Linked DNA regions of Mus musculus: region 2 is linked to region 1. The links are chromatin contacts, called in public promoter capture Hi-C maps. All regions are on one chromosome and are shown on one strand. The core of a region is the stretch at or near the end of the contact, and the rest is flanking DNA. Distances in the headings are between cores, read along the strand shown.

Region 1 (7,276 bases), core at 2,072-4,571:
TACCCATGTTCAGCCGTGCATTGATGTGAGACAGCTCATCCTGAAAGACCAAGAACGGCAGAAAATGGGTGGGTGGGGCTCACTGATCTGTAATGAAGCTACAGAGCCCTAGGCCTAGGGTTAGCTCTTACTGGAATATAGCTCCTGAAACCCTGAACACTAGGAGCAAAGGCCAGAGGAGAACCCCCGTCTGTCCGGAGTTTCAGCACCACAGCCCTCCCTACTCACATTCAGCATGGACGCGTCCCTCCGGAACTCCATGAGGTCCTCGCTGAGCTTGCTCTGGTTCTCATCCAGTACGTCTGGGCAACAAGACAGAACGGGATCACCATCACCGGGGTCCAGAACGGCGCTGAGCCCCGTGGTCTCTGAACTAGACCTTACCAAACTTAAGCTCAAGGCTCTTCTCTAGCTGGTCAATCTTCTCTGAGAGTTTGCCCAGCATGGAACGCAGGAAGGCAATCTCCTGGTCCTTTTGGGCCAGTGCCACATGCATCTCGTGGAAGCGGTCATCGGTCTGCTGCAGGAACTCCTTCAGGCCCTCGAAGCGGCATGTTTCTAAGTGTGTCTCATAGGTGTCCTGATTCCCAATAAATGTGCACCTGGGGGAACAGCACAGCTACCCACCTGCCTGGCTGGCACGACTGACCCCTGTCTCCCTGACCCCATTAAATCTATGAGTCATCATGGTCATGCCCATTACCCCCAGATCAGCAACCTTCTTGACCCCCAGCACCCAGCAGTCAGGACATATCACCAGTGAAATCTTATACCTCCATAATGCTTCAAGGACTCCTCCCTCCCTCCCTCCCTCCCTCCCTCCCTCCCTCCCTCCCTCCCTCCCTCCCTCCCTCCCTCCCTCTGAGTAACATCTTTGCTCATCACCAGCCTCTCTGCTCCAAACAGCTGGGCAGGATCCTCCTGTCCTTCCAGGCTTCCCCTCTACACCTATTCCAGCCATTTGCTCAAATTTATGACCCACCTTCCCTGATAACCCACTTCCAACCTGTTCAGTCCTTTCTGTGTCCTCCTGGGCACCTGGATATGGGCTGTGATGGCAGTTACTGGTGTGACTTCTGGCTCTGGTGCATGTCCCAGGCATCAGCTCCCAGAAGCCCTCAGCCTAGGAACGCAGACCCACCAGCCCCCGCCCCCACCCACTCACCCGTACTTAGAGTGGGGACACTTGATGTGCTCGCATTCTTTCAGGTGGGCCTCGAGATTCATCTTGAGAAGGGGTGGGCAGCTGGGGTTGTTGGGGCAGCGCACAGGCCTGTAGTCACAACTACTCTCGTGGTCCCTGTGCATACACAGGACACAGAGGTTGAGCTAAGACCCCACAATGTAGCCCCAGAGAGGTAAAGGTGCTCAGCAGCCCCAGGGAAGTGGAGGAGCAGAAGGCACTCACTTCCGGGCACTAAGCTTGATGGTGAAGGGGCAGCCCCTCGGGTCTACCTCAAAGACCCCAGGCTTTCCAGTGCCCGCTGCGTGGCAGCCATGCCGACAATGTATGAAGAGCTCTCCAATCTGCTCAGCGACTGCAATGTTGTTCACCACTACTGTCAGCTTGGCATTGTCCACAGGACACTTCTCTGGGAGAGGAGGACATGTTGAGCCCACCACCTACCCAGCCACCTCTCTCCCTGGCAGCTTTGCCCAGTGGGAGGCCAAGTCCTGGGGAGGGAGATGCAATGGCACAACAGGTGGAGAGAAGCCCACCGAGTGCCTTGCCCACTCTTTCATTGGCCCCAAGGTGCCGGTGCAGGAAGAGCTGCACAGCAGACCTCCCAGAGGGAGAAGGACAGCTAGCTGGGTGTGGAGAAGAAGCAGGGACTGCCAGGGACAATGGCATCTGTTGGAGCCCAAGCCTTCACCTTGGGACTCGGCCCACACCCACCACAGCCAAAGCTCTGAATCTGGAGACACCAGGAATTGGGGGTCTGCTTTGCTATTGAGGTCCTTCGCCAGGCTTGAGCCTTACAACACTATTCAAGCCCTGGGAGAGGCCACACATGCCTGGATAAGAAACCAGTGGCCTCTGCTGGCTGCCCGGGAAATAGCAGGGTGGAATTAACCACCAACCTCACAGGTCTGGAAGGAAGGCACAGACCTACCTGACTTCAAGGCGCATCGTCTGCAGAAGGTGTGCTGTGGGGACAAAAAGTGGACTTGGGGGACAGCTGTAACTGTCTTCCCTCCAGTCAAGGTCAATGGTAGCCCAGAGCTCACACCGTCCTACACCAAGGCAGAGAGCTCCCGCTGGACAGCCAGCTTAGGAGGATGAGCGAGGGCCACAGCCCTAGGAACAGGGTTGGGGAGTGAGCATGCCCATGGCCTCACCCCACATGTAGTGATCACAGGGTCCTTGAACACACTGCAGCACAGCTGGCAACACAGCTTTACCGAGGGCTGCTCGGCAAATACCAACGGCTCCTAGACAGAGTGGGGGACACGGTCAGGACACGGGTGGGCGCTTCAGGAGCAACCCTGTCACATTAACTGCCCAGGCCGCCTGCATGTCCGCCCCATCCAGGGCTGTTCACCAGCACTGGGACTATCCTAGAAGGCACCGTTGACTAGAGAGAGCCACGAGAGGACCAAGGAGCTGAAGCAAGGGGTGTGGTTCAGGGGCAGGCTGTAAGCAGCAAGAAACCGCACACACAGCATCTGCAACAGTCAGACAGCCTTACTGGCCTCTCTTCCTGGCTTACAGACTAGCAAAGCGCCCTATCTGAGCCACCTGCCCACACCTCATCCCCAGGCGGCCTCCACAGGAGGCGGGGATTTCAACATTAACTAGAGGCCCTAATCAGGTCTGACCTACCCTCAATGTGAGCTATGGAGGTGCAGTCTAAGGGGAAAGTGCCCCGTGCCACCGCAGCAGTGACAACTCTGGAAGATGATTCCTGCCAAGCCTACCACACCTACCGGCTCCTCCTCCTCCTCAGGCAGCGAGAACGTGGAGCGCAGGGACATGCTGGACTCGGAGTGTAGGGAACGGACAGAGATGGCTGAGTCAGAGCGGCGAGGAGTGTTGATGGGGGGCTGCACAGATGGAGGCAGCCTTTCAGGGGCTTGAGCCCTGTGGAGGCAGGGGTGCCCCTAAGCCACCCCAATTTCAGCAAGCTCACAAGGCTGTGGATTGTGTGCGGGAGGCTGGTATGGCCTCAATCCCGCTGCCTGTGGTGGCCAGCCTTGGCCTTTGGTGCTGGGCTGCCCGTTCTTGCCTGCCAACTTTCTTTGTGTAAATGGAGAGATTTCCTGCTATTCAATTTTACAGGACATGCTCAGGCTTCTTCCTGCTTCCCGTGAGGGAATGTGGGCTGCAGAGAGGCTGCATCCAGCAGCCAATCATGGGGCAGCTAAGAGCCCAGATCACTGAACAGAGTAGTGTAGAAGCCTGGGCAAGGAGAGGTGCGCAAGGCTGAGCTGCTTTCTAGTCCTAGCCAGGGGGGTTCACGGTAATGACAGGAATGTTCTACCAGAGACCTAAAGGGAGCAACCTTTGATGAGGTCGTAGGGGAGAGCAGCACAGTATCCAAGAGTATCCCCATGCATGACCATGTAGGACCATGTGGGCCTAGGCCCACCTGCCGCTCGTGAGCCTGTGTCCAGAACAGGAGGCAGAGACTGGGTCCATACTTCATTCACCAGGCAATACCCATCTCTCCTTATGGTTTCCCAAGTTACATCTCGCATGGGAATGCCGTGTGAGACCCAGAGGGTAAAGTTAAAGGAAGTGGGTCAACCCCCCCCACCCCCCCCCCAGGCAGCAACGGCAGGCAGGAGCCAGTACAGAGCTGTTCTCTCCCCTCTGCTCATTGACTAGCACAGCTCTTAGGCTCTCCCTCCAACCCAGTCAGGGGGGTGGGTTGGGCATGGCTGCCCAATGTCCCACAGCAAACAGAAGATTCTAGGACATCTCTAAAGTTACTGACACCTGTCAGACACCCCAGAGTTATCCAAAATCAGAAGCACAATGAATCCACTTTCAAGGCCCAGGCTGCAATCAGGAGTTGGGTGGAGACTGAGAGGTGAAGCTATGGGGTTTGGGTTCCACGTAGCTGACCCATCCTTAGGCTCAGGGCTGGGCAGTGCCTGGCCCACAATATGCCTACTTAGCATTTATCTTCCCATTGAAAAGGGAAAAAGGGGTTGGGCCTGGTAGCACATTCCTTTAATCCAGAGACAGAGATAGATCTCTGTGAGTTCAAGGACAGCTTGGTCTATATAGTGAGTTCCAGGATAATGAGGACTACATAAAGACGCTGTCTCAAACAAATAAAAACAACAAAACCCACACACACACATACACACACACACACACACACACACACAAAAGCAAAAAGAAAGGGGGAAAAGAAGTCTGGTTCCTCTGCCTCTTGAGCAAGGACTTTGGTCCTGCCAGTCATCCTCTGTTCCACTGGCCAACTCACCTGAGAGCACCTTTTGTGGCACCCACCTCATTTAAGATGGAGCCCAAACTGCCTGACACTGGCCTTCAGGGGCCACACCCTAAAGCGCAGTCCCACAAACTGGCTGCTTCCTGCTACCACTCAGCTACAGGAGCCTCCTCTTAGGTTCAGGAATGCAACAAGAGCTCTGCCAGCAAGGTGCCTCTCTATCCCAGCTCTGCTCCCCTGCAGGCTTCTCTTAGGACCTCAGGGAAGAGGGTAGGAGGTGGGAAACTACACCAGGCTCCCACATCGTGGACACCTACCATGCCGTCCTCCTCATCCCGTGGCGAATAGGCAAGGGTGCTAGAGGAGGAAGGTGTCCTGCGATGCTGTTTGTATGTGCCAGTCCCATCAGCTGCTGAAAAGACATGGCTGTCAGTGGAGGAAGAGGCTAAAGTGACAGAGACAGCTGGAAGAGCCCTTGTCTATGGAGCCCTTCAGATTATCTCTAGCTCTCAGTCTCCCTGGACTAGACTGGAATATGGTTATCCAGGATTGTCTTCCAAGTACCAGCAGTATGGCCCTGGCTCATCAGACTGGATCTGCAGACAACTGAGAATGGACTGCTAGCTGCCCCACCCTGCTTACCAACAGGAGACTTAAGTGTATTTCTTTCCTTTGGTGTAGAGAACCCAGGACTTGGCTCATGCCAATCACCAGCAGGAGATCCCCAGCCTTTGCTTTTTAAAAACTTTATATGTATGAGTGTTTTGCCTGCATGTATGTCTGTGTACCACTTATGTGCCTGGTACCATGGAAGCCAGAAAATGGCTTTGGATCTTCTGGAACTGGAGTTAAAGATTGCTGTGAAACACCATGTGGTTGCTGGGAATTGAATCTGGGTCCCCTAGAATAAAAGCCAGTGCTTTTAACCACTGAGCTATCTCTCCAGATTCAGTTCTTGTTGAGTTTGGCTTTTTGAGACCTGGAACTCATAGAGATTGACCCGTCTCTGCCTCCCAAAGGGCTGGGATTAATGTAGGGAGACAGTATCTCCCTATATTGCTCAGAGTTATTTCAAATGCATTACTTTCCTGCCTCTACCTCTCTCTCAGAGCCCTGACAAGGTTCTGTTCTTCAGCCCAACAAAGGGCCCTCCATGCCTAGCTGGTCACAGAATCAACCCCATGAATGGCCTGGGTCACTTGGGGGCTTCCCTTTGATCTTTAAAGTAATTCTGCCAGGTTGAATTTCTTTTTTGGTTTTTTTTGTTTGATGGTTTTTCGAGACAGGGTTTCTCTGTATAGCCCTGGCTGTCCTGGAACTCACTTTGTAGACCAGGCTGGCCTCAAACTCAGAAATCCGCCTGCCTCTGCCTCCCAAGTGCTGGGATTAAAGGAGTGCGTCACCACACCCGGCCCCCAGGTTGAATCTCTAAAAGGGAAACTGAGGCACAGAGAGACTGAAGGACCTCAGCTAATACATGGCTACTCTTAGTCCTCCCTAACACAATCAGAATCAGGAACTGGGGCTAGATTTTTGTTCTCCCTCCTCTTGCCTATAGAATGCCCTGCCTGGCTTGGGCCAGAAAGCAGAGGTTCCCCAAGAATGAAAAGTCAAGGGTGCACATGGGAACCAGAGAACCATCTCATAGACCCTATAAGGCCACAGCATTAGGGACAGGCTGCAACCAGCACAGGTTAAAACAGATCCAGATGTCATAGTAACTAGAGCCCTAAAGGCCTCCATTCAAGATCAGGACTATGACTGCCTATGCTGTGATGGGTCTCAGTTTCTCCATCTGTAACAAGAAGGGCCAGGTGAGGCAAGAACTAGTACATTGCTACCTAGTTGCCAGAAACCAGGGTACAGCAGACCACATGCCATTTTGGCTCTGAAACCCTCAATAGTGGTGACAGACACTGTGTAGTCTCTAAGGGTATATAAATTGTTAAGCAATGGCCTCCCGGGTAGGGGTGTGGGAAAAGAGGCCCTTTCAGAGGCTTCTCAGGTCATCCAGGAATAAAGGTACTGGTGTGCACCTGGTAGCCCTGTGCCTTCAGCCACGGAAGGCAATTAAAAAAGCAATTAGTAGCTAGTGCACTCCTGCAGTGGAGTGAAAAGCAGGACAGCACGCCCCAGAACCCCGGCCCTTCTGAGCCTTCAACACAGACGCTGCCCCACAGCCCTACCCCATGTCATGATCTCTTGACGCACACTGTCTGATGGCACCAGATCCCACCCGAGAAAAGATGCTATGCTGCTCACATCCTTGGACACTAGGAGCCGTGGCTGGGCTTAGGCGGGGGTCGCTATAGTAAGATAGAGATATAATTAGTGGTGCCAGGAAGGTCAAGACTGCCCTCCAGAGTGGGTGGGCAAGTTTTCGGGAAGAAGAGGGGGCACTAGTAACAAAGGTGAGGCACAGGAACAGGCCTGCCTAACTCTGTTTAGCTGGAGGCTGAGACATGGGAAGAAACAGAAAGAAGCCAGGAGACCACCCTTCCAGGAAGTGCTCCTGGATCCCAGTAGAATACAGATTCTTCCCAGTCAGGCTCACCTTTGGTGATGGTAGTGACGGTCGAAAAGGTAGGCCCAAAGGTTGTTTCCATCCTGGTCTAAGACAATGGAAAAGGCTTAATGCAATATCCACAGGGTCACACATACTGACATGCTGACCCGCTGGTGGCCCATCTGAGTGCATACGCAGGGACACACCATCAACAGGCACAGGCTATCCTGAGGGACTCTCCAAGGAGGAAGAGGACGGCTGTAGCTCTGTCCTCAGTGGCAAGTTATATACATATACATACCCATATACAAATACATATACATACCCATATACAAGTACATATACATACCCATATACAAATACATAT
Region 2 (7,276 bases), core at 2,052-4,551, 310 kb after region 1:
GGCTGAGTGCACTCATAACAAAGTAACACGCAGTTATTCTGATGCCTATCAAAGAAAGCCATCATTGAAGGAACAGTGCACCATGCCATGCTGCCTTCCTCGTTTCCTGGTACAGAAGTGGCACTCTAATTAGATATTTTGCTACCTTTTGTTTATTTCATGTTCCAGCTGGCCTAAGCCCCATCATTGCTATTATAACTCTGTATCTTTCTAAAGACATATATTAGGGTTAGTAGTTACTTACACTGTGGCTCTAAGAACAAAGTCTTGTTGGTTTTCACCCATGAAATAAGACCCATTAGTTTTTTGTGACTGTTAAGGAAAGAGTACTAGTATAAAGTATACAAGTTCACAATAGATGACAATTTCAGCTTAGACAAGGAATAAGAGGCCTGTGTTCCAGTTCTCCTTTATGACAGAAAAAAAGAGGGAAGAGGGGGTAGGGAGTCAGACCACTCATCTCCAATGCTGCAGTGCCAAACACACTGCACATGGCAGGTAACAGTATCCAATAATGTGTACTCAACCATTGTACCATGTATGTCTCAGGGATGTGAAATGAATAATGTTGTCAAACATGTGACCTATAAAGACAGAAAACCTTAAAAACGTCACCAGCCTAGTACAGTTATAAATATTCTTTGAATGAATGCCAGAACATCCACTGTACAGAGAAATTTAAGTATTAAAATGTTATAGGTTGATGGCTGTGAGAATAAATAAAGAATTGTTTGTGAACTTAGATGTGGGGTAAAGGTCAGGTAAACATTGGTTTTATTGAAGGTTGTGTTGTAACCAAACCAAATGTTGGATGGAAGAAAGTCAATAAAGTAATATTAGTATAGGTCACATGTTAGGACTTAAAACGCAACGCCCTGCAAATGCTATGTGGGGCCAACTGATGACTACATTCCAGGATCCCTCTTCTCACAGTGACATGAAAAGATGCCTGTGGAGGATGGAACCCACAGAGTGAAGGTCATTGTTTTGTACACTTAGCTCTGATTAATCTTCTGTGAGTTTTTGTGATGTTACTATACTTTGACCTCTGTTTTAGTGATAATTGAAAATCCCCTGATCCAAAGAAAGGACACAGAAAGAGAAGAAAAGTTTAGCCCTGCAACTCCTAGGTAAATATCTGTCCACCCAGAGAACAAACATTTTTGTGCTAGAATGATATTAATAATTTTATATCAAATTAGCAGAAAACTTTCAGAAGTTGCCCTGTTTCAATTTGAAAAGAGTTGATGAATTCTTTCTTGGAATATCTATCTTTTTTTTTAAAAAAGATTTATTTATTTATTTATTTATTTATTTATTTTATGTATATGAGTACACTGTAGCTGCACAGATGGTTGTGAGCCTTCATATGGTTGTTGGAAATTTAATTTTTTTTTTGGACCTCTGCTCACTCTGGTCAACTCTGCTCGCTCATTCCCTGCTTGCTCTGGCCCAAAGATTTATTTATTATTATTCATAAGTACACTGTAGCTGTCTCCAGACATACCAGAAAAGGGTGTAAGATCTCATTACAGATGGATTTGAGCCACCATGTGGTTGTTGGGATTTGAACTCAGGGCCTCTGGAAGAGAGGTCAGTGCTCTTACCCGATGAGCAATCTCACTAGCCCAGAATATTTATCTTTAAGATAATGACATAATTTATAATTTTTATAATCACAAAAAGCTAATTTTCTCTTGGTATCTGTGTAGGGTTAAATAAAAAAGTCTTCCAGGCTACCAAAATCCATGGGTGCTCAAATTCCTTACATACAACTTAAGCACAACTTCCTCTATATTTGAAATCATTGTTACCTATAACACCTAATGTCATATGAGTGCCATGTGAGTAGTTATGCTGTATTTGTATTAGTTATAGTGGTTTTTTTTTTAAATTTGATACATGATTGTTTGGGTTTGTGGATGCAGAATCTTCAGATATGGAGTCTGAATGCTTAGGTTTGTAAAAACAAGACTCTAGTTAGAATAAAACTAAACAATTAGAAGGGCTGGAAAGATGGCTCAACAATTAAGAGCACTTGCTGCCCTTGCAGAAGACCTGCATCCAGTTCTAGCATTCCTATTAGGCAGATAGGTCCAGGGACGCTAACACCCTCTTCTGGCCTTTCTGCACACCACAAAAACAAATGGCATAGACTTCCATAGATGAAAACAAATACACACAAAAATAAATATTTAAAAAATATCTAAACAAAGATAAACACTGGCAGTACATAATATTGTATCCGGCTTTTAATCCTCTCACATGCCCTTTGTCTTAGGTCAGGTTCCCTGGAGGGAGAACTTGATAGAAAAATTCTTTCCGAGTGGCCTATTGAGGGAGGGCTCTTAGGAGAACCCTGCAAGGATGGGGTTGGGGATCGGCTGTTGCTGGAGCTCAGGAGGAAGCAAGCTCTGGAGTGTGCTCTTCTTGGAGCATGGCCTTATGCAGAGGGTCAGAGCTTTTGTATCCTAAATTATCCATTGCCTGTAGTTCATTTCTTATCAGGATGGGGTAGGGAATGAGAGAGGAAGCCTTACTTCCAAGGTGATTCTGTCCAGGGGCAATTCTGTGCCAGCTAACTCCATGCTGGTCTATAAATGGCTCTTGTCTCTTTGCAGCCACTGAGAATTTTCCTTTTTATGAACACCTGGACTCACTCTGCCCTAAGATCCGTTCTACTTTCCAGTCCCTCTGCACAGAACATTCTCCTATCTACCTGAATGTTTGATTCTTCAGGTTGAATGTTAACTCATTTAACCTTTCCAGTCACTCAGCAGGACTTTCTCCCTACTCTTAGTGTTGGAATCCAGATCACATTCTGAGATGACTTGAATTTTTTATGATTCCTGCTCACATATATGAGCTTATGAGATTAAGTGTATTTTGTATCATGTTCTACCCATGCCTAGATCAGAGACAGTCACATAATTGATTTTTAGTAAATATGTATGGGAGGTGGGAGGGACATGTTTGGTAGACCCAACAAATGTGAAACCTCTTGGCATTTTCCAGAATATCTTGAATAATTAACTTTTAGGTTGAGCAACAGCAAACTGCTGACATTTAACAAATATTCACCTAAAATAGCAATTTCATAGCCTAATAACCTGGCATAGCTGGACTCCAGAGCAGTGAGGAAAGGGAGGAGCAGAGACACTTCTTAGTGATGTTCACTTCTCAGGGAGAAGTAAGGAACAGGAAGTCTTTTAGCTGGAAAATAATATCCTGCTTAGGAAGACCAAGTTGACTGTAATGTGAAGGATGAGTCCCCGAGGAGATGAGTCAGGGGACCAGGGCCAGGACTGGAGGCATGATATCGTGAATAACTAAGGCAAAGAGCTCTGTGAAGGAGGCTTTGTGAGAGGTTTGGGTACCAGGAAAGGGGAACATCACTGGAGTCTTCCACACTCTAAAACTCTGAATCTGCTTCATGTATTAGCAATACAAAGTAAGCAAACAGAGTTCTTGACTTCAGGCACATAGATAAAGCAATCAGCATCATAGAAGAAATAACAATGGTCAGAAACCTGGTGATAATAATGCCAAGGTCAAGGTCTTCATATGGGGCTACACAGATGGCTCAGTGGTTAAGGGAACTGGTTTCAGAAGACCTGAGTTCAGTTCCCAGATCCTGCATTGGGGCTCACAGCCATGCACTTCCAGTTCACAGAGTCTGATACTCTTTTCTGAATTCTACTGGTAGAAGGCACACATGAGGTACACAGATAGGCAGGCCAAAAAAAATATACACACAGAATAAAATAAATAAATTTAAAAAAAGAAACAATGGGGCCTCTGTTTTTTATAATCTGAAGTTTTAGAGTATTTTCATGCCCTGTTTAACAGAAAAGAAGACTACAGCTTCAGGTCTTGGGCAAGAACCTACAACTAGTATGATTAGAACTCACAGAAAAAAGTTCTCAATATATGTTCTTAATTAAAAGAACATTATTTCAATGAAGAAATATTTAAAGACTGATATAAAATTCATTATGGAGAAAAACATTTTATACCATTATTTGATGTTTTAAGAGTAAAAAATATAGGGGCTGGAAAGATGGCTCAGCTCTTCCTGAGGTCCCAGGTCCAATTCCCAGCTCACAGGCATTTGTAACTCTAGCTCCAAGGGATCTGATGCTATTTTTGGGACTCTACAGGTACTACATTCATATTGTACACAGGCATAGATTTAGGCAAAACCTTCATACACAGAAAATAAATATTGTACAAAAATTTAATATTAAAAATATAACTTTCTGGGCTAGAGAGATGGCTCAGCAGTTAAGAGCACTGACTGCTCTTCCAGAGGTCCCGAGTTCAATTCCAAGCATCCACATGGTGGCTCAAACCATCTGTAACGCCCTCTTCTGATGTGTCTGAAGAGAGCAGCAATGTACTCATATACACTAAATAAATAAATAAATACATCTTTAAAAAAATATATATATATTTCTTAATACAGTCTAAATTACAGAAAAAGTAATTGAATATGATTTTGTTTTGGTTTTTTAAATGGTCTAGTATTATAACTCAGGGTAGTCTGAAATTCCTTACCTATACATTGGTGACCTTGAATATGTGTCAGAACTTCATATGACTGCCAAATGCTGGGATGATAAGAGTGGGCCACCACACGTAGCTATATAATTGAATGTGAACCAAAGTATTTTTTATTAATAATAATATGCTGACTTGTTGTGTTTTCCTCATTTAGCAACTATAAACTATTGCTCAGTGAGAATCACTCAATGGTAAAAGTTTGCTCCCCTTATGAAGTGGATACCAAGTTACTTTCTTTGATACACTTGCCTGTTAAAGAATCTCGAGATTATTATTCATTGGCTGACATTGTTGCAAATGGACACAGTCTTGATGGGAGGATTATTAATGTGCTTGCAGCTGTGAGATCGGTAAGTAAGGAAATCAGTAAATCAAAACCGTAGCAAAGCTCCCTACAATTTGGCATGGCTCTCTCAGTTACCTGACTTGTGTTAGAATGCCATAAACACCAGCTGGGGCATTATCCCTCTTTATCTTGGTAGTAAGTTGAATTAAGAAAATAACACTTCTCAAGCAGGACAGTGGTGGTGCATGCCTGTGATCCCAGCACTCAGCACTCAGGAAGCAGAGGCAGGTGGATTTCTGTAGAGGCAGGCGGATTTCTGTGAGTTTCTGTGAGTTCCAGGACAGCCAGGACTGCACAGAGAAACCCTGTCTCGAAAAACAAAAAAAAAAAACAAAAAAAAAAAAAGAAAGAAAGAAAGAAAGAAAGAAAGAAAGAAAGAAAGAAAGAAAGAAAGAAAGAAAGAAAAGAAAAAACAAAATAACACTTCTCACTAAAAGGAAATTAGCATTTTATCTGTGGATCACTAACACAATAAAATCATTCCTGATTGCTAATTGCAACAGGCACTATTGTACTTAAAAATGTTCCATTATCTATATAAAAGCTGGGTTAAACAAAGACATAAATAGAAAGGATAAGCTGATTAGCGTGAACAGCCATAATATTCTTTAAATAAGTCAAGGAATAACTTTTGTATCTGTGTTCTCAGAGGGACTCTGAGAACAGAGAGGAGGAGGGTGGGAGAAGTATGGCCTGCAGTGGGAGCTGCTGTGGCACATGCTGTACAAAGCAGGGGCAGCACGGTATGTCACCACCTCTGTTCCATCAGCAATCGCTTCAGTAACTGACTGGCTCTGAGTTTAGCAGTTTAACAGACATAGGCACTGCAAAAAATTTAAAGGGGACCTCAAAAGTATACCTTAGAGGGCTGGAAGTGTGGCTCCATGCATCTCCACTCCCCATCCCCCCCAAATATACCTTCACAAAATATAACACATGCAGAAAATGGTTGTTTAGGATAGAGGATCCGATTCTCTATATGACAATCTTGAAATACAGGTGAAATCACTTCCTTGGCCATTTCAGCAAATCTTTAGTAGGTTCCTCTAAGCCCGTTAGTGATCTATCATTTGTGTGTTAAACTTTACAACAGCTCCCCTCACCCCAACCCCCAGTAGGGCACCTCTTCTGTGTGTCATATCACTTCTTCTCATGCCTTTTATCTCCTTTTGACTTCTCAACCCCAAAGACAGTCTTTTACTTCCCTTGTTATGTCTGAGACCCCCTTTCTTATTAATCAAGTTATTTATTTACATCCTGATTGAAGCTTCTCCTCTCTCATTTCCTCCCCGTCTCTGTCTCTCATTCTCCTCCCCTTCCCTTCTCCTCAGAAAGGGGAGGCTTCTCATGGATAGTGCTCACCCTTGGCTTATCAAGTTGCAGTAAGACCAGGCGCATCTTCTTCAACTGAGGCTAGACAAGGCAGCCCAGTTAGGGGAAAGGGATCCAAAGGCAGTGTATGTAGTCAGAGATAGCCCTACTCCTGCTTTACAAATCCTACATGAAGACCCAGCTGTACCACTGTTACATAAAAGCAGAGAGCCTAGGTCCATCCCTTGCATGCTCTCTGTTTGGCAATTTGGTCTCTATGAGCCTCTATGAGCCCAGGTTAGTTGATTCTGTGGTTTTTCTTGTGGTGTCCTTGATCACTCTGACTCCTTCAATCCTTCCTCCCTCTCTTCCACATCATCTGATGTTCGGCTATGGTTATCTACATCAGTTTCAATCAGGTACTTGGAGACGTCTCTCTGATGACAGTCATGCTAAGCTCCTGTCTGATAGTATTGCAGAATATCTTTAGTAGTGTCAGGGGTAGGCTCCCTCTCATGGCATGGGTCTCAAGCTGGGCACTTATTGTTTGGCCTTGGCCCTTCTCTCAAATTCTGTTCTATCATTTACCCCTGCACATCTTGTAGGCAGGACAAATTGTGGTTTTGTGGTTGGGTTGGTGTCCCAATACCTCCATTGGAAGTCTTGCCTGGGTATAGGAGGTGGCTGGTTCAAGCTCCATCTCCTCCATTGATAGGCGTCTTAGCTAGGTTCAGAGATTCTTGGGAGTTTTCATTGTCCTAGGTTTCTAGCTTGTCCCAGAGAGGCCCATACCCAATCCAGTTGTCTCTCCCAGTATTCTCTCCTTACATCCTCCCCTTACATCATCCCTCCTGTTCTAATTCCCATCCCATCCCCCACTAGGTCCCCTCCTTTCTTCCACCCTGATAGACATCTATTCTAATAGATGTTACATATCTATATGTAATATATACATTTCTATTAAATAGAAATGTAATCTATTTTCTGTTCTCAGTGAGTGTCCCCCCTTGGGCCCTTGTTACTTAGCTTCTTTTTTGGGTCTATGGTTTTTAGCAT

What was found. Capture Hi-C pulls out chosen DNA fragments and counts their contacts.
Region 2: a contact with region 1 is called in a promoter capture Hi-C map of adipose tissue. The contact joins two enhancer-like sites. A contact is called at or near these places in 3 of 39 promoter capture datasets (the HPC-7 cell line, cranial neural crest and liver) and 1 of 9 other capture datasets (adipose tissue).

The regions. Positions count from the first base shown.
Region 1 is chr17:24,511,785-24,519,060 of GRCm38.p6, forward strand. Traf7 (TNF receptor-associated factor 7) reads right to left here. Exons shown (of 21, transcript NM_001172113.1): 3 at 6,958-7,015; 4 at 4,721-4,812; 5 at 2,929-3,045; 6 at 2,341-2,433; 7 at 2,115-2,148; 8 at 1,409-1,592; 9 at 1,166-1,300; 10 at 385-602; 11 at 229-302; 12 at 1-40. Among named protein-coding and RNA genes, the nearest start is that of Traf7, 13 kb to the right of the region's middle. Within about 2 kb of position 3,322, at least 24 of the 459 cell types and tissues checked have an H3K27ac peak or open chromatin away from gene starts, as enhancers often do. A contact at or near this core is called in adipose tissue, where this site is marked.
Region 2 is chr17:24,818,815-24,826,090 of GRCm38.p6, forward strand. It overlaps Meiob (meiosis specific with OB domains), which reads left to right. Exons shown (of 14, transcript NM_029197.1): 5 at 1,058-1,130; 6 at 4,718-4,913. Among named protein-coding and RNA genes, the nearest start is that of Meiob, 18 kb to the left of the region's middle. Within about 2 kb of position 3,302, at least 14 of the 459 cell types and tissues checked have an H3K27ac peak or open chromatin away from gene starts, as enhancers often do. A contact at or near this core is called in adipose tissue, where this site is marked.